Linked DNA regions of Mus musculus: region 2 is linked to region 1. The links are chromatin contacts, called in public promoter capture Hi-C maps. All regions are on one chromosome and are shown on one strand. Each heading gives the region's core, a stretch centred on a gene start, on an enhancer-like site or on the middle of the called end of the contact. The rest is flanking DNA. Distances are from core to core; before and after follow the strand shown.

The links. Promoter capture Hi-C pulls out the DNA fragments that hold promoters and counts their contacts.
Region 2: a promoter capture Hi-C map of liver shows a contact between it and region 1, with 2.1 times the contacts expected there. The contact joins two enhancer-like sites. A contact is called at or near these places in 11 of 39 promoter capture datasets (the 3T3-L1 cell line, 3T3-L1-derived adipocytes, the C10 cell line and 7 more), 3 of 15 datasets of contacts at CTCF or cohesin (CD8 T cells, large pre-B cells and pro-B cells), 4 of 484 Hi-C or Micro-C datasets (bone marrow-derived macrophages and liver), 4 of 115 datasets of contacts at active chromatin or transcription factors (CD8 T cells and embryonic stem cells) and 1 of 9 other capture datasets (embryonic stem cells).

The regions. Positions count from the first base shown.
Region 1 is chr9:77,952,701-77,959,914 of GRCm38.p6, reverse strand. Elovl5 (ELOVL family member 5, elongation of long chain fatty acids (yeast)) reads right to left here. Exons shown (of 8, transcript NM_134255.3): 2 at 2,709-2,774. The coding sequence starts at 2,766. Among named protein-coding and RNA genes, the nearest start is that of Gm34771, 12 kb to the left of the region's middle. Within about 2 kb of position 4,729, at least 55 of the 459 cell types and tissues checked have an H3K27ac peak or open chromatin away from gene starts, as enhancers often do. A contact at or near this core is called in CD8 T cells and liver, where this site is marked.
Region 2 is chr9:78,004,239-78,011,452 of GRCm38.p6, reverse strand. It overlaps a transcript of Gm34829 not described here. Among named protein-coding and RNA genes, the nearest start is that of Gm39375, 5.0 kb to the left of the region's middle. Within about 2 kb of position 4,607, at least 44 of the 459 cell types and tissues checked have an H3K27ac peak or open chromatin away from gene starts, as enhancers often do. A contact at or near this core is called in CD8 T cells and liver, where this site is marked.

The sequences.
Region 1 (7,214 bases), core at 3,480-5,979:
GTCCAGCCAGTCCGCCGCACCTTGCTTTCACTTGTTTCAGTCAGAGCTGCTGCCTCTACTCCCCACGCCACCAGTTATGATACAGTAGTGGCGGATGGCAATGTTGGTCCTTCAGGGAAGTGGCTGGCCCCAGAGACCACAAGGAAGGGGCCCCTAACACCTTTTGATCTCAGCTCTGGGCCTTAGCAGTATATGCTGAGAAAGTAACGTTTTCACTTACCAGCTAGCGAAGCTAAGTATTTACCTATAAAATTTCCATATCCTTTACTTAAAGGTTCAGCTCAGCACCTTATTCTTTTGTATTGTGTATTTCCAAGAGCACCCATAGCAGCTGGTCACAACCCTAGCCCCAGGGCAAGCGTTCCTAAGGATCCAGGTAACCATGGCGGATCACTGCTCTGTGTGGTTTCTCGTGCAGAAATGGAATGTTGGGGTAATTGTGACCACTAAGCTTTCTTTTTTCTCCAGCTTATGCAATGAACAACCATCTTCTTCCTGTGGTGGGTGAACAGCCTGAGCTACTGGAATCATGAAGGTGGTCATCTTGAGGACGGATGAGAATGGCAAAGTGGAAAAATACAAAGAACAGGGTTCTTGGTTACGGCCACAGTGCCCTTGCAATGGGCTCCTCTACCTTGCAAAGTAGAGCACTTATCACTTTTATTACTTCAGACAACTAAAGGCTGAATTTTCTGACTCTTTATAACCAAGTATGAAGGCACCGTTTCAACACAGGCAGATGCAAAGGCATTTCATTGTTCTTTTTCTGTCTCTCACAGTATAGCTCGGAATGGCCTGGAACTTGTTACATGATTTGTGCTACTCTCAAACCCATGGTTTTCCTGCTTCCGCTTCCTGGGTGCTAGGATGACAGGTCTGAGCCAGCACTGCCAATGTAACCTGTTCTTTCAACAGAGTACCCTCTAGTCTAACCTGCTCCTTCTCCATGGGCAACTACCTGATGCCTGATCTTAACAATTCTCAGAAGGGCATTCTTCATGTATCTTTGCAAAATGATCAAGTATCACTGTAGGATGACACTGTAGGATGACAGTTTAAAGACCGCGCATTTTACCTGCCACAGAGGCAGAGAGGCTGTACCAGGTTAGACGCCCCACACCCTTATTCTTACGGCAGATGGTATCAAACACCTTTCATCTTTCACCCACTGATGAAGCTCTTTTGGTGTTGTTTTTTTTTCGTTTTTTTTTTCCTGTATCTTAAAAATGAGTGAACCTGAGAGTCCTCTGTTCTGATAAGAAGCAGTTTACAAGCAGCTGCCTAGTTAGGGCTTTGGGGGAAGGGACCATGAGATCCCTGACAGCACTAATGGGTGAATCTGTCACTTGTTCATCCTTGACTGGACTACTGAGACATTGAAAACCGTAGAAGGCGGGGCCTGGCGGGAGAGGACAGATCAACACGGCTTCCCTTTGAAGGGAATATCTTATCCTGTCTCTGTCCTTATACACTCTGCCTGCATCCAGAAGCACGGTTCTACTCTGCCATGCTCTTCCAACAATGGCCAGCCTTGTCTCCGGCCCAGAAAGGTAAGGATGGACCCCTCTGAACCCAGAAGCCAAAATAAAGCTTTCCTCCTTTAAGTTGGTTTTCCAGGTTATTTTGTTGGTGATGGAAACCTTATACATTTCTGTGAACCCCTTGAAAAGTTCTTTTGTAAAGAAAGTATTATAGAGAATACTAAAAGGCCATGCATAGCTACTTCAAAAAAAAAAATTAAAAGAACAAATAATGAAAAGCAGCAGTATAGCAAGGGATTTGAAGAATATATGGCATGATGTGAAATGATTTGTTAATTAAAAAAAAAAAAGGCAGTGGTGGTACACAGCTTTAATCCTAGCACTTGGGAGGCAGAGGCAGGCAGGTCAGCCTGGTCTTAAAAAAACAAAAAAAATCCTTAAAGCACTATTAGAGATATGGAAACTGACGGGTGATGGGAGGGGCAAAGGAGAGGGTAATGGAGGGAAAAGAACTTCATACATTCTGTAGACGTGGAAATGCCAAAACGAAGCTCAACTGTGTGTACAATTCACACATGTCAAAATAAACGATAATTCTTTGAAACTTAAATTTAAAAATAAGAGTAAAGTCCTGTGGGCTTATTGCATTACAGCACAACAACAGCGCACGTCCCCTCACACATGACGCTGTGGGTTTCATGGCCAGCACTGTATGCATATACTTCTGTCTGGCTGTGGTGCCTCACAGACACTTAGAGTCTAGCACTTGGGAGAGCTGAGGCATGAGGATCTAAGGGGTTCGGGGCTGGCCTGGGCAATAGGTCAAGACCCAGTTTGTAGAGAACAGCAGCCCTCAGAACTTTGCAAGGGAGAGAGCATTTTGTCCTCACACTGGGCGTGTTCAGAATGCACCGGCTTGGTCTCCTCTAGAGAGTCAAGATCTCAGGAAATCGTACCACCATCAACCACTGTGAAATCACTGGCGTTCACGGGCTGCACTATGGAAGCTGAGCCGGCAGAAGGATGGCACAGCCATAAGGTCTCCACCTCGAGAGCCAGGGGACAGCATTCAACTAACAGAGAACTTCACAAGGTCCTTAGGACTGGAGATAAAGTTTTGATCTCATCTTAGAAAACAATTTCCAAGACCTCATGCAATATTTACGAGAGGCTATAAAGAGATGGGAGGGGAGCCGCAGATGAGAGCTAAACCAGAAGCCAGCTTACCTCGGGGGCCCAGGAAGGCCTTGAAATAGGTACTGAGTGACGCATCGAAATGTTCCATTTTAAAACCTATTAAAGAGAAAGGAGACATTGATTACTGTCTACTCAAAATACTTCTTACACGCATTTTCCTGAAAGAACAAGAACAAGCCATTTTCAACGGTGCAAAGGCAAAGGCTGAATTCCTCATGCGAAACCAAAGCTGCTCCCCACCCCTCCACGCATGCAACTGTGCGCACTGAAAACCACAGCGGTGCAGCCTATGAAGTCACATAAAAACCAAAACAACAAAAAACAAACAAACAAAACCCAAAAAACCCAACCAAGTCCCAGTTTCCTAAACTTCTCTTCTCAGTTCCAGAGCAGCCTTCCCTGTGGTGCTAGACCTCGGTGTGAAAGAAGAACTGGATTGAAAGGTGGCAGACATCCATCCCACAGGGGAAGGACACTGAAAACAGCAGGAGAGGAACTGTCCTTGCTTGTCACCAGATATATTGTCTATATTAAATACACTTAGGCTATACATAGTATATATTATATACAATATAATTTAAAATATTCTGTGTGTGTGTGTGGGGGGTATGTATGTGGAAGTCTGAGGATGAGTTTGGGAATTGGTTCTTTCCTCCTATCACGTGGGTCCACAGGGCTCAAACTCAGATTGTCACACTTGACGGCAAGTGCCTTTTCCTGCAGAGCCATCTTGTTAGCCTAAGCCACCCCCTGATGCCATTATTAAGGTATTTACACACACACACACACACACACACACACACACACACACACACGCATGCACATACACCCTTCCCCGCTGCCTCTCGTCTTGCTAGTCCTCTTACCCTCCCCCAGTCACCTGTACTCCCCAATACCCTGTCTGACTCTGCTCCCTGCTTAAAATTACTTGTCACCTTCGTTTTTTACTTTAAATACTTCATGCCCACAGTAAAAAATTAAAATATTAAACATCATGTCCTCCAACCAATCAAGTCAGCTCTAAACGGAAGGAAGCCAGTGGAAGTGCTTGAATAAACTGTTCCAGAAAGGTCTCTCCTTTGGAGCACACACACAAAGGCCACGATAAACACATTTTTGTAAATTTGGATCGTAATCCAATAGCAAATGACCGAGTCAATTTAGCACTGATCACAGTCGTGAGTCAAGGTGTCCAACCTTAGGACTCTGATACTGCGCCGGGTGTGGGAAATGCATACATCTGAGGCAAGACAAACTGACTTGAGGCTAGCCTGGGCTAGCCATAGTTCCAGGTCAGCGGGGGCTACAAAATAAAACCTTGTCTCAAAACAAACACACACACACACAAACAATTCAGTTAAATTTAATGTAACTTTAATTTATGGTTATCAAATTCACAATCGTGTGTTTAGTTATGCTGCAAATATAGTTGCACTGTTTTACACAGAATCAGTCACTGAGCCTCCAGTTCTTCTGAAAACCTTCAAAACCATTTCTAAGTATTGCCAAACCTCTAGGGAAAGGGCGGGGCATGGGGGATGGGTAATACTTCAAGAGAGAAGCTTGGAAGATTTAAGAGACTATCTAAAACATCAACAGCTAAATGAAAACATTAACTAAATATCAAGGATCTATTGCCTCCCATGTCCAGGAGAGTGCAAACAGGGACAGATGTTCAGCAGCATCACCTAGAACAAATGATGTGCCCAAAGGGCACAAGGACCCAGGTCTGAAGCACAGCAGATGTTGGAACACACTTCCTAGTAGCTGTACACACCCATTTAATGCTACACAGTAGGAAGAAAATTCAAGTCACAGCGTTCTGGATTCTAACATCAGGAACAGTTCCCGGAGAGGGAACAATACAAGAATCGTTCAATCTCCTTGTTAACTAAGGCTTTTCAGTTTTCTAAGCAGAAGCCACAGGAAAGCTGGAAACAAGAGCATAGAAAGGCTTTAAAATATACAAGGCTAACCGACTGGGTGGGGGTGGACAGCGGAGGAGAGCCATTAGTGGATTGGGAAAAAAAGTAAGTTCCTGGAACTGCTCTGAATGACCTAAGATTCCAAGGACAGCAGCCTAGGACAGAATCCAGTTTGAGAATCTAGGCTAACATGGCCAGAGAAAAGCAGAAAAACCTAAGGTCAAATTTCAGTCAAGAGTACTGAATCCAGCAGTGGGCTTCAGGAAAGACTTGTGGGTTTAGTATCTGGAGACAACTGAAGACAGTGTCTGGCCTGGATAACCTGTCTAAACTGCTCTGCCGTGGAGGCCTGCAGGAGCTGCCTCACATGGGGGTCCCTCTTCAAACGCACACCCAGGAGGAGACTTTGCCAGAGGGCCACATTTGTTCTTTCGGTGCCTTCCTTCTCAGCTGCACCACTCTCCTCCTGGGTTTGCAGAACTTTTCTCAATCAAACTTAGGAACAGTGGAAAAAGCCAACAGTCTTTGGAGAGCAGACATGGCGAGAGTCAAGAGGGATCTATGCCACGGATGGGCTCGCTGCCCCAGTGATGAAGTGGGGGTTGAGCCATGACTCACCAGGCTGATTCTGACAAGGCAGGTATCTTCCCCCACGCCCACACCCACAACTGAGTGTGTCTATACACTCTTTACAGCTACGGCTGCTGCTCCTCTAAGGTACAAAGACAGGCTGTCACCAAAGGCTTGTATCACTCACAACCACAATGCCACGCTTCTGCCCAGCTATCACCCATCCACACCATTCATTTTTCTTTTTCATTTACACCTGGACACTTGCTGTCTGCATCAGGTGCCAGGCACGGAGGACTTAAAACCCAAAGAGATACAACAGCTCAGAAGACAGAATTTAAGGTCCGGGAGAAAAAACATTCTACACACAAACAGGATCTAAACGGTTTCAATGACCTGCAGTTGACTGCAGCTCGAGAATATTAGACTGAAAACAGCAGAAACGTTTTAGGCTGGTGTTAGACTGTACAGCACTCCGAGGAAAGAGGTGCAACCCACACAACCCTGCCTGGAGCACAAACTGCTTTGTCCAGCGTATCCCCATTATGCTACATGCTACCAATGGGACGAACAGTTAGTGACATCTACTTATCAGCCTGGCTGTTCACACAGCCTTTACTAATGATCTTAAAAAACACTGATGCTGGTGATTTGGAGATGTCACAGTAAGCCTCTTAAAGTGTGCTTTATGTGAGAAGGTGAAAATTTGTGTGTGTGTGTATGAAAGAGACAGTGATAGAGAGACAGACAGACAGACAGACAGACAGACAGACCTTAGTGTGTACAAGCTTTTATATAACCTCTGGCTTCAGGCATTCAGTTTGAGGTGGGTCCTGAGTACATCCACGTGGCTAAGAGAAACAACTGTATTAATGACAGGTACATATATGAAACCTGAGACACTGTTACACAAGAAGAAAGCCGGGTGAAGGGATGGAATGAACCTCCATATGGACCTTGTTTTCAGAAATGGAGTTCTGACCCAAAGACAGCAGGTGTACATGCACGAGCCAGCCTGTGTCCATCACGAGAAAGGGCACTGCACCCCTTTCAGAGAAGCACAATGACTCCCAGGCTTGGGTGCATCTGGCCGGGCTCCACAGAGGGCAATCAAATGGCACACCTTGCAGGGAGCATGTGGCTAATGCCTTGGGAAAGACGAGGGGTGCCCATCCTTAGCTGCTCACACCCCCTCTATCCCCGACGCTGGCCGTGGACGGCCTGCAGCACTACGCCCTTTCCAGTCTCATCTCCCTCACAGCCTCATCTGCCCTGCCACAGCAGCAGTATAAGGGGTGTCTTCCCAGCCACGCTGGACTGACCCACTGCTGAAGTAGCCTTTGGGATATACTCTCACATAGGTACAGAACCCCGGAGAACCCTTGACACTTTGCCTAGTCATCTGGAATTATGGGAACGCCATGACCCAATTTACAAGAATGTTCAATCATGCTGTCAGGTCTGCAGCCGGCCCGCCTGCCTGCCTACCCCTGCCTGCCTACCGCAGTTTCCAGCCTCCAAGCTGTGAAGGCCACAGACACGATTCTCAAGCGTGCTGGGCCAAGTGGGAACACAGCCACTCTGAACCATGGTGCTAGTGGGGACCAGGCCAGGCCTCCTCTCTGGGGGAGGCTTTGATCCTCTGGAGCAAGCAACAGGCCTCTCTTTGATCTGCCCAGCTCCCAAAACATAGACAAGAAATACATGACGAGAATGGATTTCTCTCCCCAGAAGCTAGACCCTGCAGACACTACACCTAAGTAACAGCCTTTTAACTTGGGGTCTCTGACCTTCACTCAACCTGGAGGGCCTCACGGAAACTGCAGGCCACAGCCAGGCGTATCAGAATCCATTTTTTGAAATTCCAACCATCAGAGTACCCTAAAGCTATCCAGGAGTTCAAGATCACACATAAAACACACGAACAAAGATTAAACAACTGAGCAGGGGCTGGTAAATTAGAACAGATTTCAGACAATCTCCTTTTTAACAGACAAAAAAGCCTAGGTTGGCCTCAAACTGGTCACCTCCCTGCCTCAGC
Region 2 (7,214 bases), core at 3,358-5,857, 52 kb before region 1:
CTTCTGATTCCAGCAGGGGTCCCAGGGGAGAGAGAGGAAGTTGAGAAGGACGGTGAGGGAGGAAGAGGTGGAGGAGTGGTGACAAGCAGGTCACCAAGGGATTCACTATGAGGACACACGTGGGTCAGAGTAAGCCGGGATGAGGCTCAAACTGCAAGCCACATTGGGGCCTGTAGCTGGGAAATAGCATAGAGGGTTAGAATAGATACTATCTGTCCAGTCATAGTGCTTAGAGCTGATTAATAAATGTAATGGGTCTCTGTGTCAATTATTTGAGAGCTAGAATGGGAACAGATAAGGCTACCATTCTTAGATTGCAGCCTATAGCCGAGCAGGGGCAGGAGGAGACTGCTGAAGGCAAAGGACTAAAGGCTTCCTGCAAAATCATCGGTCTGTGGCTCCTGGGTACCCAACATGAGCCACAGTGAACCTCACTCTCCAAGTGACTAAGGCTTTGTTTGTGCTGTTATTGCTTTTACTTTTATCTGGTTTGAACAGCCAAGATGTGGCAGCCCCTTTCTTACCGGAAAGCGGGGAGCTTTGTTGGCTGTGAGCAGGGTGCATGGGTTAAATTGAGCTGTTTCGTTCTGTCGCACCTCTGTGGGTTCTGCACGCCCGAGGCTGACATGTGACTTGGGCTCATGGTTCTGCAACTGTAGTATGCTCGAGGCTCCGAACTACGGTGTTTGGATTTGCAATCTTTTGACTTTTTTTTCTGATGTGAGCATAGTACCTGATCTGGAAAAGCACACTTTGAAATTTTTTTTAATTTTGAATTTTTTTCCAGTTATGGTTCCATCTTGCCACATAAGGCCCCTACTTGGACTAGTAATCCCCAAACAAGGTAATTTGCTTACTTGCTGTCTTGCTAACATCTGGTATTTTGTGTGTTAAGGGCATTAAATGAATTTGCAACTCACCTGCTTTCTAGATATTTATAGCAAGATGTAGTGGTGCATGTATATAATTCTAGCATTTTGGAGGCAGAGGCAAAAAGACCAAGAATTTAAGCTCGACAAATTTCGACACCAGCCTGGGCTACAGGAAACCTGTCAAAAACAAAAGGAAAACCACAAATCAGTACATGGTGGGTTTATTGCAGGAAGCCCTGCTGTAAATCAAACACCATCTATCTGTATGTGACGATCATCAAGTGGCCTCGCAAAAACACACACATAGCTTGGACCCCTTCAGAATCTGGGTGCAGAGGGTGTGGGGCGGGGCAGGGCCTGGCAGATGCTCATCCTTCTAATTGGTCCCTCTGTACTGCTGAAAGCTGTTGGTCTATCCTCACTTAGAGACCACTGACTCAGGTAACTCCCTGTATTCTGCTTCCGGGCTGTCCTGCAAAGTTCTCCTGACTCAGGAATGACTTCCCATGAAGAAAGCTGGTCAAGTGCGGAGGTGTGTGCCTGCCATCCCAACACGCAGGAGGCTAAAGCAGGATAGCCTAGGCTACATAGGAAGACACTATCTCAATGTCCTCCCTCCAAAGACCATGATTACAGAGTAAAATTTTATGATAGTCACATAAACATTAAAATTGTATTGTGGTTAAAAGGATATTTGGCTACACAAAACAAATTTAGATATGATAGTTTAACCAGACAATTGTTTTTTCCACAATCTCAAGGTGACCAAAAGCTGTCTAAGTTTGTGAGATGACATCACCTGAGCTCAGACTTTTCCTATGCTTACACTCAACACCCTTGAAAAAGGACTAATACCCTCCGAGTTACAAGATGGCCGCTGCCCCTCCACAGGTAACCTCTGCCCCAGGCAGGAAGATGCAAGACGCAGAAGAGGTGCATGTGTGGCCTTTCCAGGAAGCTGCTCTACAGACTAGTATTCTCAAGTTGGACAACATAGGCATGTGCCAGCTTCAAGAGTGCTTGAGAGATGGGGACACTTCCGTTTCGCAACTCAAATGAAATGAGATTCCATAACGAGGCGTGGTGGCCCCTGCTTATAATTCCAGCACTTGGAAGGAGGGAAAGGAAGATCAGGAATTTAAGGTCCAACTTAGCTACAGCAATAGCTACCACCTGGTCTCAAAGGAGGGCATGGACAGGCTTCATTCTCTTCTGGCGGCTGCAGAGGACCAGCCCTTGCCCTGTGCAGCTCTTCAAGGATGCTGTGTTCCTTTAGCTCCTCGGGTGGGATGGAGTTTCTCCTCTGGGTTGAATGTTGGAGCCTTGGTCTCCAGGGCAGTGCACTGGCAAATAGTGGGATCCAAACACTGGAGGCCAATAGGATGCTCTTGAATCTTTGGAGGGATGTCCTCAAAAGGACACTAAGGTATCCTCTCATGGCCCCCTTGTTTTCACAGAGTTTATTTAAGCCAGCCCGGCCCACTGGTCTCTCCCTGCCCCTCATTGCTTCCTGTATGCGCCTTGCCATCTACCACAGCCCCTCATCAACGGGAGTCAAGCCACCTGGATTTTCAGCCTCCACAGGTATAACTTAGTCAGACCTCTTATTTATAAGCTAGGCTCCTTTGTTACAGACATGACAAGTTGACCGGTCAAGCATGGTGGGACATGTCACTAATCCTAGCACTCAAGAGGCTAGAGCAAGAGAAGCAGGACTTCAAGGGCCATCTTCAACTGTATAGGGAGCTGGAGGCCAGCCTGGGCTACATGAAATCTTGTCTTTTAAAAAAGCTGCCTAATGCAGTTCCTTCCGCCATTGCAAAGCCAGCAGCACAATTAGAATCCTTCCAGCTTCAAGTCTTTCTCTGCTGTAGTGGGATACACTCTCCCCTTTAAGCCATGTAAGGGGCTGGAGAGATGCCTCAGTGACTAAGAGCACATTTTGCTCTCAAGAGGGACCTGGGTCTAATTCCTAGCACCTACAGGATGGTTTGCAACCACCCATAACTCCAGTCCCAAGGGATCCATTGTCCACTTCTGATCTCCTTGGGGGCCAGGTACTCACATGGTGCACATTCATACATGCAGGCAAACAAAACAAAACAAAACAAAACAAAACAAAACAAACCCTCGTACCTGAGATGAAATGAATGATGATAACTCCCACAAACCCACATTCCTGCTGGACTAGGTCCACCGGAATTAACATCCCCATCTCAGGACAGCTTCCCAGTCGCCTTTCCATGGACGACACCGTATCTACATCTTGTGGGTATAGGACAGAGGTGAGGCACGTTATTCAGCCTACTGCATGGACGAGCTCAAAATTTCAAAGAACAATTCAGGTGTTGGGAATGGATGTCACAAATATTGAAATTAGGATTATGTAAAGCACACAGTAAAAAGAGGGTTGACAGAAAAAAATAAAATAAAATAAACCCAAACAACAACAAAAACCCAAGCTGAACCAACCAACCAATCAACCAACCAACCAACCAACCAACCAACCAACCAACCAACCAACCAAAACCAACCAAACAAGAGGGCTGGAGAGATGGCTCTGAGGGTAAGATCACTGGCTGCTCTGGCCGAGGAGCCAGGTTCAGTTCTCAGCACCCACATGGCGGCTTACAGAGTCTGTAACTTCAATTCCAAGAGATGAAACACTCTCTTCTGGCCTCCGCAGGCAATGCACACACAGTGCCCAGTCATCTACGCAGGCAAAACGCACCTAGACACGCAGAGAAACAAAAATCCTAAGCAAAGAGCTAAACTGCAACAGGCATACACACCCTAGTTACCAGAGGCAGCACTGCTTAGCCAGGTGAAGGAGCCAGAGCAAGCAGTAAAGTATTATGGGATAGTCATAGTCTTTTTCTCTCAGAACTAAAACACTTAAACCACAGTGTGAAAAACAATATATTAGCATTCCTTAAACTGGTTTAAAGACTTGGTTTAATGATTTTTAACAAGAAAGATTCATGTTTATTATTATTATTATTATTATTATTATTATTATTATTATTATGCATGTGTGAACCCAGAACTTCTTCAAGAACTTGACCATTGAAACTTTCCAGCCTCATCTGCTTGATTTTCATGAAGGGCTGGGGCAGAGCATACAAAAAGCTCCACACAGAGATGTGGCCACACAGAGAATCTGGAGTTTAAGTTGAGGAAAAAGGAACACGACATCTACATCCAAGGAAGAATAGATCTGGTCTACAGAGTGAGTTCCAGGACAGCCAGAGCTATACAGAGAAACCCTGTCTCAAAAAACAAACAAACAAACAAACAAAAACACAACAAAAAACAAAACAAAACAAAACAAAAAAACAAACAACAACAACAAAAAAAACCCAAACAAACAACCAAACAAAAACAAGCAAACAATCAAAAGAATAGATTTGGGACCGTGATTTTATTGACCATTTGAGGATCGATACAAGAGGCAAGAACCAGATGCTAGGGGAAGGTCCCAAGTGAGCATGCTTCCAGGACTTCACCGTCTTGGCTGACCAGCGTCCTTGGGTGGATATGCTGTTTACCTAGAGGGTTCTCGGCGTCTCTGGACACCACCCACCTAGCCCTGGGAAGCATCTTGTGTCCAGGCTGTGCCATTCCAAACTGTCCCGGGCTAGCAGAGGAATTCAGCAAAATTGCTGCCCTTAAGAGTCTCCTGTACCGTCAACGAACAGGCCAGGCCAGGCCAGGGGAACACTGGCCAGAAGGTGGAGCCCACGAGCCTGGTGAAGTGCGGAGGTGGCAGTAGCTAAGGCTCAGTTCCAAGGCCTTTGCTGGGGGATTGGCAAGGCGCCATTAGGAATATAGCGTTGGTTTGCTCTCTTGGGTATCCAGGGCAGCTCAAGGTCGGGAGTATTCCAGGACAGTGTGTTGAGGCTTGCGCTGTGGGTGGCTGCTATCTGTTCCACCAGCACAGATTTCCAAAGGCAGGGTCACTTGGGCAGGTGATAAGCTTGTTTGTGGTTTAAACAGTTTGGGACCTATTCGCTTACATGGTTGTTGTGCTTCATCTAGGTTAACTGCCTTAACTGCCTGTCCTCCTAACCCTTGAGTTGCAAAGAATGGAAAGAGGACAGCGGAGAGACAGGGAAGCAAGCGGACCGTCTCCAGCCTGTGCGCCTGACTCAGTAGACTGCGGCGCTGGCTCATCCTGGGAGCGCAGAGGGAATGTCAGCCTCACACAGCCTGGCACCTTGTGCAGTGACACCTTCAGGGTTTGTGGGGACAAGCCGCCTGCCAGACACACGGCTTATTATAAGTCAGATGATACAAGTTTACATATGAATATGAACACAGGCAGCTTGAACAAGCCCAGTGAGGCTAATGAACTTCCTGATTGGCAAAATTAGAACTCTGATGCAAAGCATGGTTAGGATATGAAGGTCTTGGGTTCTGAAGGGAGGAAAGTCACTCTGGTAGGTAAGAGAGGTGAAACTCGGTGGCCTCGGTGGCTGACAAATTTAGGGTGCAGACGGAGGGAATTCGAAGAGCCATGCTCATACTGCGTTTGTGGTCACAATAAACAAAAACCAGTAAGCTAAAGAAATAACTGGACTATATGATGTTTATTAGACTATCTCAAACCCAGAAATGAATACACTATCTATCTATCTATCTATCTATCTATCTATCTATCTATCTATCATCTATCTATCTATCTATCTATCTATCTATCTATCTATCAGTTTGCATATGATATGGTGTCATTAAGACAAACTATTACCAAATAATATCTTGGGCTACAAAGATAGCTCAGTGGTTAAGAGCACTGGCTGCTCTTGCAGGGACCCAGATTCAAGTTCCCCAGCATCTTCGGGGCAGCTTGCAACCGTCCATAACTGTAGTTCCAAAGGGTCTAATGCCCTCTTCTGGCCCCCGCAGGTACTGCACACATGTCCCTCTAGAGTGGTCCAGCTTTTCTTAAGCTTTTGTTACTTATGTGTGTGTGCATGTGCTGGTGTGTGCATGTCACAGCACACATGCAGAAGTCAGAGCACAACCCACAGGAGTAAGTCCTATTCCTCCACCATGGGGGCCTAGGGTTCAAAATCAGGTTGTCTGAGCTGGTGACAAGCACCCTGATCCACTGAGTCACCCTAGCCAGTCCAAGATCTAGTCTTTTAAACCCCTCTTCTCTGGCCCTCGGTCACATGAGATATGAAGCATAAATGATAATCAATCACCTATTTAGTTCTGTGGACCACAGGAAAATGGTTTTCTTGCTATAAAGTGGTTTTGCTTTTTGATTTGAGATGGAGTTTCCCATATCCCAGGCTGGACTCCAACTCACACTGGGCATAGCTTGAACACATGTGACCTCAAAGCCAGCCTCCACAGTGACACACCTCCTTCAACAGGCCACACCTCATGGTGTCACCCTCCATAGCCAAGCATTCAAACACACCGGTCTATAGGGGTCATCCCTATTCAAGCCACCACATTCTCCTGACTGTAGAAATGTATTTTCTGCAGGCACATAAACTTCTTTGCTTCTCCTTGGCCTCTAGGTCATATGGGCTTATCTTCAGATGCAGCCAAGGTGAATCAGAAATCTGGGGGAACAAGCTGACTTTGTGAAGGACAACGGGAAGGTGGCTTTGGCTGGTAACTGGTTTTTGCTGATTTTGAATTTGCGTGAGGATGTCTCACTGGCACAGGGGAAATAGGGGGAAAAAAAACCCAGCCTTTTTTCTTAAGATGTGAAATGTTCTCTGAGCTTTGGAACCTCCCAGAATGTTAACCCTGGCTGACAGCATGATTTAGAGTGTAATCATTTCTTTCCTTTCTAGTTTCACTCTGTCCTTTTGGGCAGAAGAGATTGTTCTCTTCATTGACAAGCTCAGATTCTCCCTCCCTCCCTCTCCCTCCCTCTCCCTCCCTCTCCTTCCCTCTCCCTCTGTGCCCTAGATAAGATGGTAAGTTTTGTTAATCTTTCTTTTTCCTACAAAACCCACAGCATCATTTTGTAGGCGGAAACACGGCATCTCAGCGAATCTAAAGGATTTTCTCTAAGATGAACCAATCAGATACACTAAATAGAAATACATTATATGCGCCCTTATAAAAGCCCAGTCATTCTATTTAGTGAAACCCAGAACTGTTACACAATGAAATATGAGGCTAATTTTAAAGCAAGTCATGTGCCCTTCCCATTGATCAGACCCACATACAAGGCAGGGATTCCACCTTGTATGCAAAAGCCCAGGTTAATCAGAAAGCTCTGCATGGGCGATGTGGCTGATTGCAGGAACACAAGCCTCATTTTCCAGCCAGTCCAGTGCTTCCTATGCGGAGTGCCCCGAGTGAGACCCATGGGCA